2 separate regions of the Mus musculus genome follow, and region 1 is linked to region 2. The links are chromatin contacts, called in public promoter capture Hi-C maps. All regions are on one chromosome and are shown on one strand. The core of a region is the stretch at or near the end of the contact, and the rest is flanking DNA. Distances in the headings are between cores, read along the strand shown. Region 1 holds the start of Mmp21 (matrix metallopeptidase 21). Region 2 holds the start of Ikzf5 (IKAROS family zinc finger 5).

Region 1 (4,854 bases), core at 148-2,647, 2.3 Mb before region 2:
CTAGGGAGGCTGCAGGAGAGACAAGCCCACTAACAGGCAGCAGAGCAGGAGGGTCCTCATGGTTGGTGGGGAGGGCATTGACTGAACGTTGCCTCCATACTACAAATGTCTCATGTATGCTCTTCCATCTCGGGTGCCGAATGACACTGCTCACAGCGGGGCCTCGAGCTAGGCAAGGCAGGGCTTGGGTGCAGATGGGGACTGTGAGATTCCAGGCTTAGCTCTAGACTCCAGGGGCTCAGGCCTGCCTCCTTTCACTCCTTCAGGCTGTGTAGTGTGTATGTATGTATGTATGTATGTATGTATGTATGTATATATGTATGTATGTAGTTTGTTATGGGCCTCAGTGGTTCTAGTTTACCCTCACATAGACTCACTGACCACACATTAGAATTTCACAGTAAGTAGCTGTATTCAGGAACACCTGGGTACCAGGGCTTCCTATGGAGTTGTGACACATGTACAATGTACATACACTTTACAGACATACACATATGTGTCTGCAAGGAAATTCAGCATGGTCCTGCCCACTGCAGGGAAACTGTTTTTCTTGCGATGGTTCTAAAATTCACTTTGCTCTATGTTGAATAGACATTCTAATTTTTAAATTACATTATTTGCTATTTCTTTGGACAGTGAAGGTTATGAAGGTTATAAAGCCATAGGCCGGGTCCTTAAAGGCATGTTGTCAGGGGGTAGGCCCTGCCTTGCAGCAGCACAGGTGGACACATCCCTGGAGATCAGAGAGCAACTTTCGGGAGTTTGTTCTCTCCAAACATGTGAGGTCAGGGGATTGAATCTAGGTCATCCAGTTTGGCAGTAAGTGCCTTTACCTCCTGAGCTATCTTACCTACCCCAGATTTCTCTCTCTCTCTCTCTCTCTCTCTCTCTCAATAAAAACCACCAGTAAGAAAGAAAAGAAAAGAAACTAAAGTTTGAGAAACAAATTAACATGCCCTAAGCCCAGACCACCCAGAAAAAAGAGACTAAACCAAACTGAAGGTTATGAAGGTTATAAAGCCATAGGCCGGGTCCTTAAAGGCACGTTATCAGGGGGTGGGCTCTGCCTTGCAGCAGCACAGGTGGACGCACCCAGCACTTCTCCCTCAGTTCATTTAGGAGCAAACCCAATCACTAAAGTCAACACAGGAGAGCAATCCACAAGTTCACCACTCAGAAGTACTGTGATCCAGGACTGAAGGAAGAGGGATTGTCACACCCATGAGAAAAGTGGCCCTGGGGTCTTCAAAGGCAGCTTGCTTGGGCCTCAGAAGCAGCCTCCTAGCAGGCACACTTCAGAGCTGGGTGACAAAATACTTGCTTGCTTATAAAAGGACCCCACCATGCCCTGCTCCTTAGGAGGGGAGACAGGGACGCAGTAAGGTAGGAGGACCAGAGTCCCAGTGAAGCCATGCTTGCTGCCTCTGTCTTGCGTCTGACACTGCCGCTCTGCTGGCTAGTTGCACCCCAGCCCACCCAGCCTGAGAGGCTCTTCCACAGCCGGGACCGTTCGGACCTGGAGCCATCTCCCCTGAGCCAGGCCAAGCCCATTGCTGACCTCCATGATGCTCAGGTAAGAGGAGATGCAGAGAGCAGCAGCATTTGTGTGGAATGAAACCTGGAGCCTCGTGCATGCTAGGCAACCACCTCTCCCACGGAGTTACACATAGTTCTGTCTGATGTTAACCCTAGAAGCATCAGTGTCTAGGCAGCTTCGAGCCTGCAGAGAGCAGCTTTAAATGTCAGAGGATATTTGAAGGTGAACATGTCAGAGTCTAAGGCACTGTGCTGATGGCATCCCTCTGTTGGCCTCCTGCCAGCCTGGGTATACAGAGAAAGGACAGTACTGGCACAGATCCCCGCAAAGTGCTATTGAGTGCCATCCACTGTCACAACCAGACTAGGGTTGCCTTTCTCCAGTCATGGCTCTGAAGTCTGGGTCTTACCTCAAGCAGACAGATGACCAAGATTTCCCCTAAACATTTGGTTCCTCTAAACTTCTGGTTCCAGGGTGCCCCTAGTGTGGAGGGCAGTGAGAAGCTATGATGTGCCAAACTTGCTTTGGATGCCAAGGGCACCCCTATAGCCCCTGCCTTCCCTGCCCCTACATGCTAGAAACCACCAGCCCACAGTGTGTATCCACCTCCAGCCTTGCCCTCTGGCATGGCCCCTTCCCTCCAGTCCCACCACCTGGCTGCCTTCAATTCTGCCCCCCTACGGGCCATGTGGCACCCATGACTCCACTCTGGTAGATCCTGGATAAAGTCCTTTTATCTTTAGCTTCATTCTGTGTATCTCCTGTCTCTCCCCAGCTAACACAGCACAGGAAAAGTCCCAGCAGGAGTCAACCTTATGAACTTAGGGCTTCTCTTTCCCACAGAGCTTCCTATTGAAATATGGCTGGTCAGAGATACCTAGCCCAAAGGAGTCAGCAGGAGTCCCTGTGGGATTCACCTTGGCTCAAGCTGTACGTAGATTCCAGAAGGCGAACAGACTGCCAGCCAGTGGGGAATTGGACTCACCTACACTGGCCGCTATGAACAAGCCACGCTGTGGGGTTCCTGACACACGGCTGCCCCCTCGGGCTGCCCTGCCAACCCCACCAGCCCTGCTGACCTCTTTAGGTCTCCGGCCCAGGGCCAGACAAAAGCGCTTTCTTCAAATGCTGTTCCCCAAGCCAGATGGGCAACAGGAGGATGCCTCAGACACTGGGGCCAGCAGGGCCTTCTCCAAGAAGACACTGACCTGGAGGCTGGTGGGAGATGCCTACAGCAGCCAACTCTCTGGGGATGAGCAGAGGTACATCTTTAGACTGGCCTTCAGGATGTGGAGTGAGGTGACACCACTGGACTTCCGGGAGGACCGCACTGCCCCTGGCACCATGGTGGACATAAAGCTGGGTTTTGGGAGAGGTAAGAGGGGTGCCAGACTGGGGTTCCTTCCTGCCTACTCTGCAGGCACCCTCTGGCTCGTCCATCAAGGCCCCATGCCCAATATGATGCTTAGGGCAACCTGGGCCAATTAGCTTGATTGCCTTGTTGCCCCGAGTGGTGTGGACTTATATATGAAGCCACCGTTACCTCCTTGATGGCAGACTGGACAAATAACCTGTCTTCTACAGCCCATCTGTGACTAGAGATGTTCCCATCCACCTTGCTGCTTTCATGGGCTAATTTCCTAATTCTAGGGCACATAAGACATGGTTTGTGACAAAAGTAACAAGGGGACCCAGCTCTAATGCCATTTCCTTCACCAGCACTGGCAACACACACACACACACACACACACACACACACACACACACACACACACACATACACACACACACACACACACACAGAGAGAGAGAGAGAGAGAGAGAGAGAGAGAGAGAGAGAGAGAGAGCACATAGCACAGTTAGCATCTAGATGTTTCTAGTCTTTTTGGTTTTGTGTTTTTGTTTTTTTTTTTAAATTTTTTTGTGGTTCTTTTTTCAAGATGAAGGTTTTCCTGTGTAGCTCTGGCGATCCTGGAACTCCCGCTGTAGACCAGGTTGGCCCAGAACTGAGATCTGCTGGCCTCTGCTTCCTGAGTGCTGGAATTAAAGACATTCGCCAACAGGCCCTGCTAGTTTCTTAGTCTTTATAGCCTCACAGTTCACAGACACCAGGCAGCTCAGTCTGCGCCCACAGAGCTTCCACAGGGCCAATAGCTGCACCAGGTCCAGGAAGCTGTGGTGCTGTCAGAGTCTGTGCTGTTAGGGAGGGCTTCAAGATGAGCACCTTCATTCACGGCTACCCACCCCTCTCCTCACACCAGGCCGGCACCTGGGCTGTCCACGGGTGTTTGACGGGAGTGGACAGGAGTTTGCACATGCCTGGCGCCTGGGTGAGATCCACTTTGATGACGACGAGCACTTCACTCCTCTCTCCAGTGACACAGGCATCAGCCTTCTCAAAGTAAGAGGCCCCAGCTGCTCTGTTGGGAAGGCAAAGCACACTAGCCCAAGTTCAGAGCCATGGCTTGTCCTTGGTGTGTGCACAGCAACATTTCCCACCAGTCACTGCTTCTCTCCTGAACAAGCACAACTCTGCACTGGGCACAGGCCAGGCCTCTATAATTCAGTGATTGGTGCCAGCAACGTCAAAGACTCAGGTTTGGTCCTACACCTGTGGTTTGTGTTCCCCTCCTAGGTAGCTGTCCATGAAATTGGCCACGTCCTCGGATTGCCTCACACCTACAGGGTGGGATCCATAATGCAACCAAACTACATTCCCCAGGAGCCTGCCTTTGAGTTGGACTGGGCAGACAGAAAAGCAATTCAAAGACTATATGGTAAGATGGTTTAGGGCAGACCCTGCCCGGAGGGTACTGAGGAGGTTAAAGCCAGCAGGCTCTGCTCTGGGCTCATTAGGAGGCTGATCCCCAAACAGGTAGCATGGCTGAGGAGCTGCCCTCAAACTGTCTGCCGGCTTTTAAAACGATCACACTAGACCATATAGGTCTACAGGTGAGGAGCAACAATCCTTTTTGTGCCTTCTCTTTTCCTCCTTCCACACTGGTGAGGACAGAGGACGTTATGGCTTTTAGATACCCAGGGCTTCTCTATGCCTTAGCATCCTAGAGCTATGTGAATGCAAAGCCGCTATAAGAAGCCGTGCTTCCTGACATCAGCCTTACTGCAAAGTTTCAGTCGTTATGCCAGGCACCGCTGGCTATTTAATACAAATGGTGGGGCAGAGATGGCTTGGCAGTTAAGAGCACCTTCCAGAGGTTTAATTTCCAGCACCCACATCTGGTGGCTCATAATCACCTGTAATTTCAGTTCCAGAGGCTCCAATACCTCTAGCCCCTGTGAGCACACACACACATACA
Region 2 (4,647 bases), core at 1,629-4,128:
AGTGCTGCAGCTGGTGAGGAGCAGGGCCAGCTCACCAGCTCCCATAACTTCAAGGCCTCAGACTGCCTCAGGTGGTGAGGGGCAAGTGGGTGGAGGGCATCACCCCCTAAGCCCAAACCACTGAAGGGCTGAGGAGTGGTAGGGCCAGCTCTTCTGCACCCCCCTCCACCAGGCACCCTCTTTGTACCTTATGGTAAAACAGGATCTTACCACATAGCCCAGGCTGGCCTAGAACTCTCAACCTTCCTGCTTCTGTCTCTACGGTGTGTGTGTTGGGGGGTGAGAGGGGTGGTGTTACAGGTATTTGTCACTGTCCTGGCTCATGTCTCCACTCTCTTTGTCACTTTTTATCATAGCAATCTATATATTTTCACCATAATTAAGTGCCTCTGAGGTTCTCAGCCTTCAACAGCTCTACACAATCCTAAAGGCTAAACTCTCAAACTCTTTTTAAAATAGTGTCATTCCCTGCTTGTTACAGCGTCCTTCTTTTCCTCCTAGATTCTAAAACCTGTATCCAGTGAGCCTCTTTGTCCTGTAATGATCCCTGCCATTGCTCTCTCCGTTGAGCTCAGGGGTACACTGTGGACCCCTTGAGGTCTTTTTTTTCCTACTGCTAACTAACACGTGGTTAGGTAGAAGCAGGTCTAAATGGTGAGGGTGAACTTCTTTAACACATGTGCTTTAGTCTATACTGTATCTGCTATGGCACACGGTGCCTCGTGAATGGGAGTAAAGACATTTACTGAAAGCTGGCTAACCATTATGCTCGTCTCTGTGCCTTACAAAAACGTTTTCATTCAGCCCTCGCAACAACCCTACAGATAGGTACCGTCCTTCCCGACCCCCACTTTACCCATCAGAAAACAGACTCAAAGAGTTTAAGCAACCGCTTAAGGTTATACCACAGAGCCTGGGCTCTAGATCCAAGCAGTTTGGCACCAGAACTTAATTAATTAACTACCATGCTTCAGGCAAATTTCAGCAAAATATACTATTTTTTATAAAAGAGATCCAAAACCTACGCAAGACAATAAGGCACAAATCTAAACAAAATACTTCCGTGGTATCTCCGACCAAGGAGAAGCAGCAGTAGTTTTTGTCAAAGTCACCTAATCCTTTGTCTGAAATCGCTACATCTCAAGGTTAAATAGCTACTTGTTAAGAGGTTCATGCAAAGTAAGAGAGACTGGAAGCTGGAAGAGCACCAAGGGCTTGTAGGCTAGAAAAACAAAGGGTGGCCAAACTCAACAACCCAGACAAGTCTGCTGGCTACATTATTATTAAGCAACAATTATTAAACAGTATTAAATAATAATCACAAGAACCCATTTCTAATCCTTTGTGACAATACACTAACACAACTTTATTAATTTCCTAAACACCCCAAGCTTGTAAAACAATAAAATAACGTTAATTATCTACAATGTGAGGCAAAGAGGTGCAGACTTGCTTCACCGTTTACAAGCTACTTCCTCTCATCAGTAGCTTGTAAAACCGGGAATAAATACTGCAGGATTTTGATTGCTCGCCAGAATAATGGGTGAGACTTGAGACTTAACATCTGCCCGAGGAAATTTTAAGATTACTATTTAGCTGGAGGGTTTCCAGCTAACTACAACCACAGCAAAGGCACCCAACTGTCCTTTCACTTCAAAGTTAGCTAAATGGGCTCGTCAATCGCCTAAGTAGAGAAACATCCTCCAGGAAAGCTGTCTCTTTCAGGCACCTGAAGAAATAGCACCAAGTCCAGCTAACGTAGGTTTGCTCATGGTTCAACCCATTGCCCCCTCTGACTGGTCAGAGTGTCTTCTGTTATTCTGACAGATGCTGTCATCTGCACTGTACTGTGTGTCCTAATTCCAAGCTCAGGAAATCCGAGAGAGCAAAGGGAGGCCAGAAACATCCTGGTGAGACAAGAGGCTGGCCTCAGACCAAGTTTGAGGAAGAGGACTAGAATGGGCTTTTGGGCTCCTCAGAATCTAAGGGAGCTGGTCAGATCCCCGCAGTGAGATAAAGCCTAAGAAATTCCTTCCCTGAATGGTTAAGACCCAGAAATATGAGAGGTCCCTTCCAGCTGGGCTGCTGAAGGGAAGAGAGTGTCAATAGGCTCGACAAGCAGGCCTAGATTTTAGTCATTAAAAATCATCATTATCGGTTGGGTGATGGTGGCGCACGCCTTTAATCCCAGCACTCGGGAGGCAGAGGCAGGCAGATTTCTGAGTTCGAGGCCAGCCTGCTCTACAGAGTGAGTTCCAGGACACCCAGGGCTATACAGAGAAACCCTGTCTCGAAAAAAAAAAAAAACAAAACAAAAACAAAAACAAAAAAAACCCCAAAAAACAAAACAAAAAAATCATCATCATCATCCGGGGAAATGTGGCATGAGCTGGGACGGATCCTGAAGGAAAACCAGACGGAGGTGAAGGGTCTGTGGAGACCCAGCCCCAGGCTCAGCCCCCTCCACCAGCCTCCCAGACCCCCAGCCCATTAGGAAAAGATGACGTCGCCAGGAATCAGTGTGGCCACAGGCCTCCTGAGACGGTCGCTTCGACCGACCCCACTCACCAGCCCGCCCATACGCCACAGCTGGAGCGCAGAGACCGCCATCCTCGCTTCGGGCAGGGTGGCCCTGTTAAGCTCGCAAGGCTTTCCACGAACCCTTGCGCAAGACTCCCTCGGCCTGGCAAGCTCGGGCCCTGCCCACTCCGAGCATCCGCCCCTCACACACCCCTTTGAGTCCCCGCCCACTGCCGCCTACGGAACCCCAGGAGAGACATAATTCTCTCCTTGCTCCCTGCAGCACGCTCACGCGAGACTTGGGCAAGGCGTGGGGCGGGCGGGAAGGGAGCGGAGACACAACAAATATGGCGGCTACAGCTGCGACGCTGACGAACGCTGAGGCGGTGGCGGTGGCGGCGACGGCAGTGAAAAGGGCTGTGGGGATTCCTCGGTGCGGTTGTCAGGAGGTGAGTCACGGGGGGCGGTCAGCTTCCACGGCGGCGCTACGGTTACTCAGGGCACGTTGACGGAATGGCGGAAGGTAAAGTGCCGGGTTCATTGCTAGCCGGCTAACACCGCTTTCGCCTTGGCCACAGCGGAGGGTCCTGCGTGCCCCGTGGGCTGCCAGCGTGGTGACTCGGGACTCTCTTGGGCTCGTAAGTGACTGGGTGCGCCGCCCGGAGGCTCGCGAGCGAGTCGGCGCCGTCGGGCCGCAGCTCGGAGCTCAGGGTGGGGAGCTGTCTCCGGCTTTGACAGGTGGCGATCGCAGGGAGCATCCCTGTGTAGTGCATTCTCGGGGTGCCAAAGTCGACCCCAGCAACCCCGGTGTATCCTGGATAGGGTGTTAACCCCGGGCTGCTGTTGGGAAGGAGTTTTCTTTCTCTCATGACCTGGCGTCTACTGCCTGTACTTTCCAATGTTGGGAACAGGTGAGGCTGGGGAGGATCTTCCGACTCATTCAAGATTTCTGTCCCCGATCGATTCATCATCGATCGACTGTCGGGAATGTTCTTGGATGCTCAATGTGGCTCCTCCTCAGCTAAGCGTCCAAGTGCTGTCTGTCTAACTGTAGATCCTAAGTATAGTCAGTGGTAGCTGCCAGTAACCACATGGCCTCTTTAATGACTCCTTTGTGTGCTGGTCAGAACCGGACAGAGGAGTGAGAACGGACATGAAGACTTCTGAAGTTGTGAGGTCCAGGGAAATTACACTTAGAAGACACAGCATGAAAACAGCTGCTTAAAACATCTGGACTACTTGTAAGACTTTGTCTTGAGTTTATGTTGTCTTCAGCACAGCTGAGGATGAACGTTTTCTTGGAAGTTCCTTGCGGGGGAACTGGGATGTTTGAAGTTCTTTTCCTGTAAGGGTCCCGTGTTTCCCAGGAAACCGTAACTGTTGTACTGTGGGACACTGAAGATGGGCTTCAGATATGCCGTGGTTGAGTCCTGGTGGTTGTTACATATATTTCCCTGGCGATAGAGCTAATGTACTTTTATGTGCAACTGGACTTATTCAGCAACATTAAGCCTGGCATCTCTTGAAATTAGCATATTATATATGAATGGCATTGAAGTTTTTTTGTTAAAAGTAAATGACCAGTGGCAACATGATAGTAACACAAATGGCTAGGATGTAATTGTGGGCCACCAAGCTTGCCCTTGCTTTTTTTTTTTTTTTTCAGTTAATGATAATGACACACAAATTATGTTATTAACTTGTTACTAAGCCTGTAGTCCCTAGCAAAGTTTTCACTTACGTGTCTTTCTTTGCAGACTTCTTGTGGCTTTTGAATTTTAGTTGAAATTCCCTCCATGGCCTTTTGGACGCCTTTGTTGTATCTCCAGAGTAAATTTCAATTATTCAACATTTCAGCAGTGTTGCCGTGGAAAGTAAAAAGTGGAGCTAAATTGGGGTGAACAGGTTAGATTGTATCATTCTTTTTTTGGATTTCTTCAGATGTGGCTTCATTTCTGTTTTCCTTTTTATGTTTTCTGACTTCTCAGAAGAGCCTTATCACAGTGTTCATGCATTCAGAGTCTTTAGCAGACGGGAACTCAGGAATTGTGTTCTAATTCTTTTTGAAGGTCCATGTTACTCTGTATGAACTAAGTCTCGTTTGTCAGCCTTTACTAATGTAAATTC

Evidence for each region. Promoter capture Hi-C pulls out the DNA fragments that hold promoters and counts their contacts.
Region 1: a contact with region 2 is called in a promoter capture Hi-C map of liver, with 4 times the contacts expected there. The contact joins the promoter of Mmp21 here to the promoter of Ikzf5 in region 2. A contact is called at or near these places in 2 of 39 promoter capture datasets (both in liver) and 1 of 9 other capture datasets (liver).

What each region holds. Positions count from the first base shown.
Region 1 is chr7:133,676,604-133,681,457 of GRCm38.p6, reverse strand. Mmp21 (matrix metallopeptidase 21) reads left to right here and starts at 1,397. Exons shown (of 7, transcript NM_152944.1): 1 at 1,397-1,573; 2 at 2,381-2,912; 3 at 3,799-3,938; 4 at 4,173-4,314. The coding sequence starts at 1,412.
Region 2 is chr7:131,408,709-131,413,355 of GRCm38.p6, reverse strand. It overlaps Ikzf5 (IKAROS family zinc finger 5), which reads left to right and starts at 2,878. Exons shown (of 4, transcript NM_175115.4): 1 at 2,878-2,969. It overlaps Acadsb (acyl-Coenzyme A dehydrogenase, short/branched chain), which reads right to left and starts at 2,755. Exons shown (of 11, transcript NM_025826.4): 1 at 2,569-2,755. The coding sequence starts at 2,610.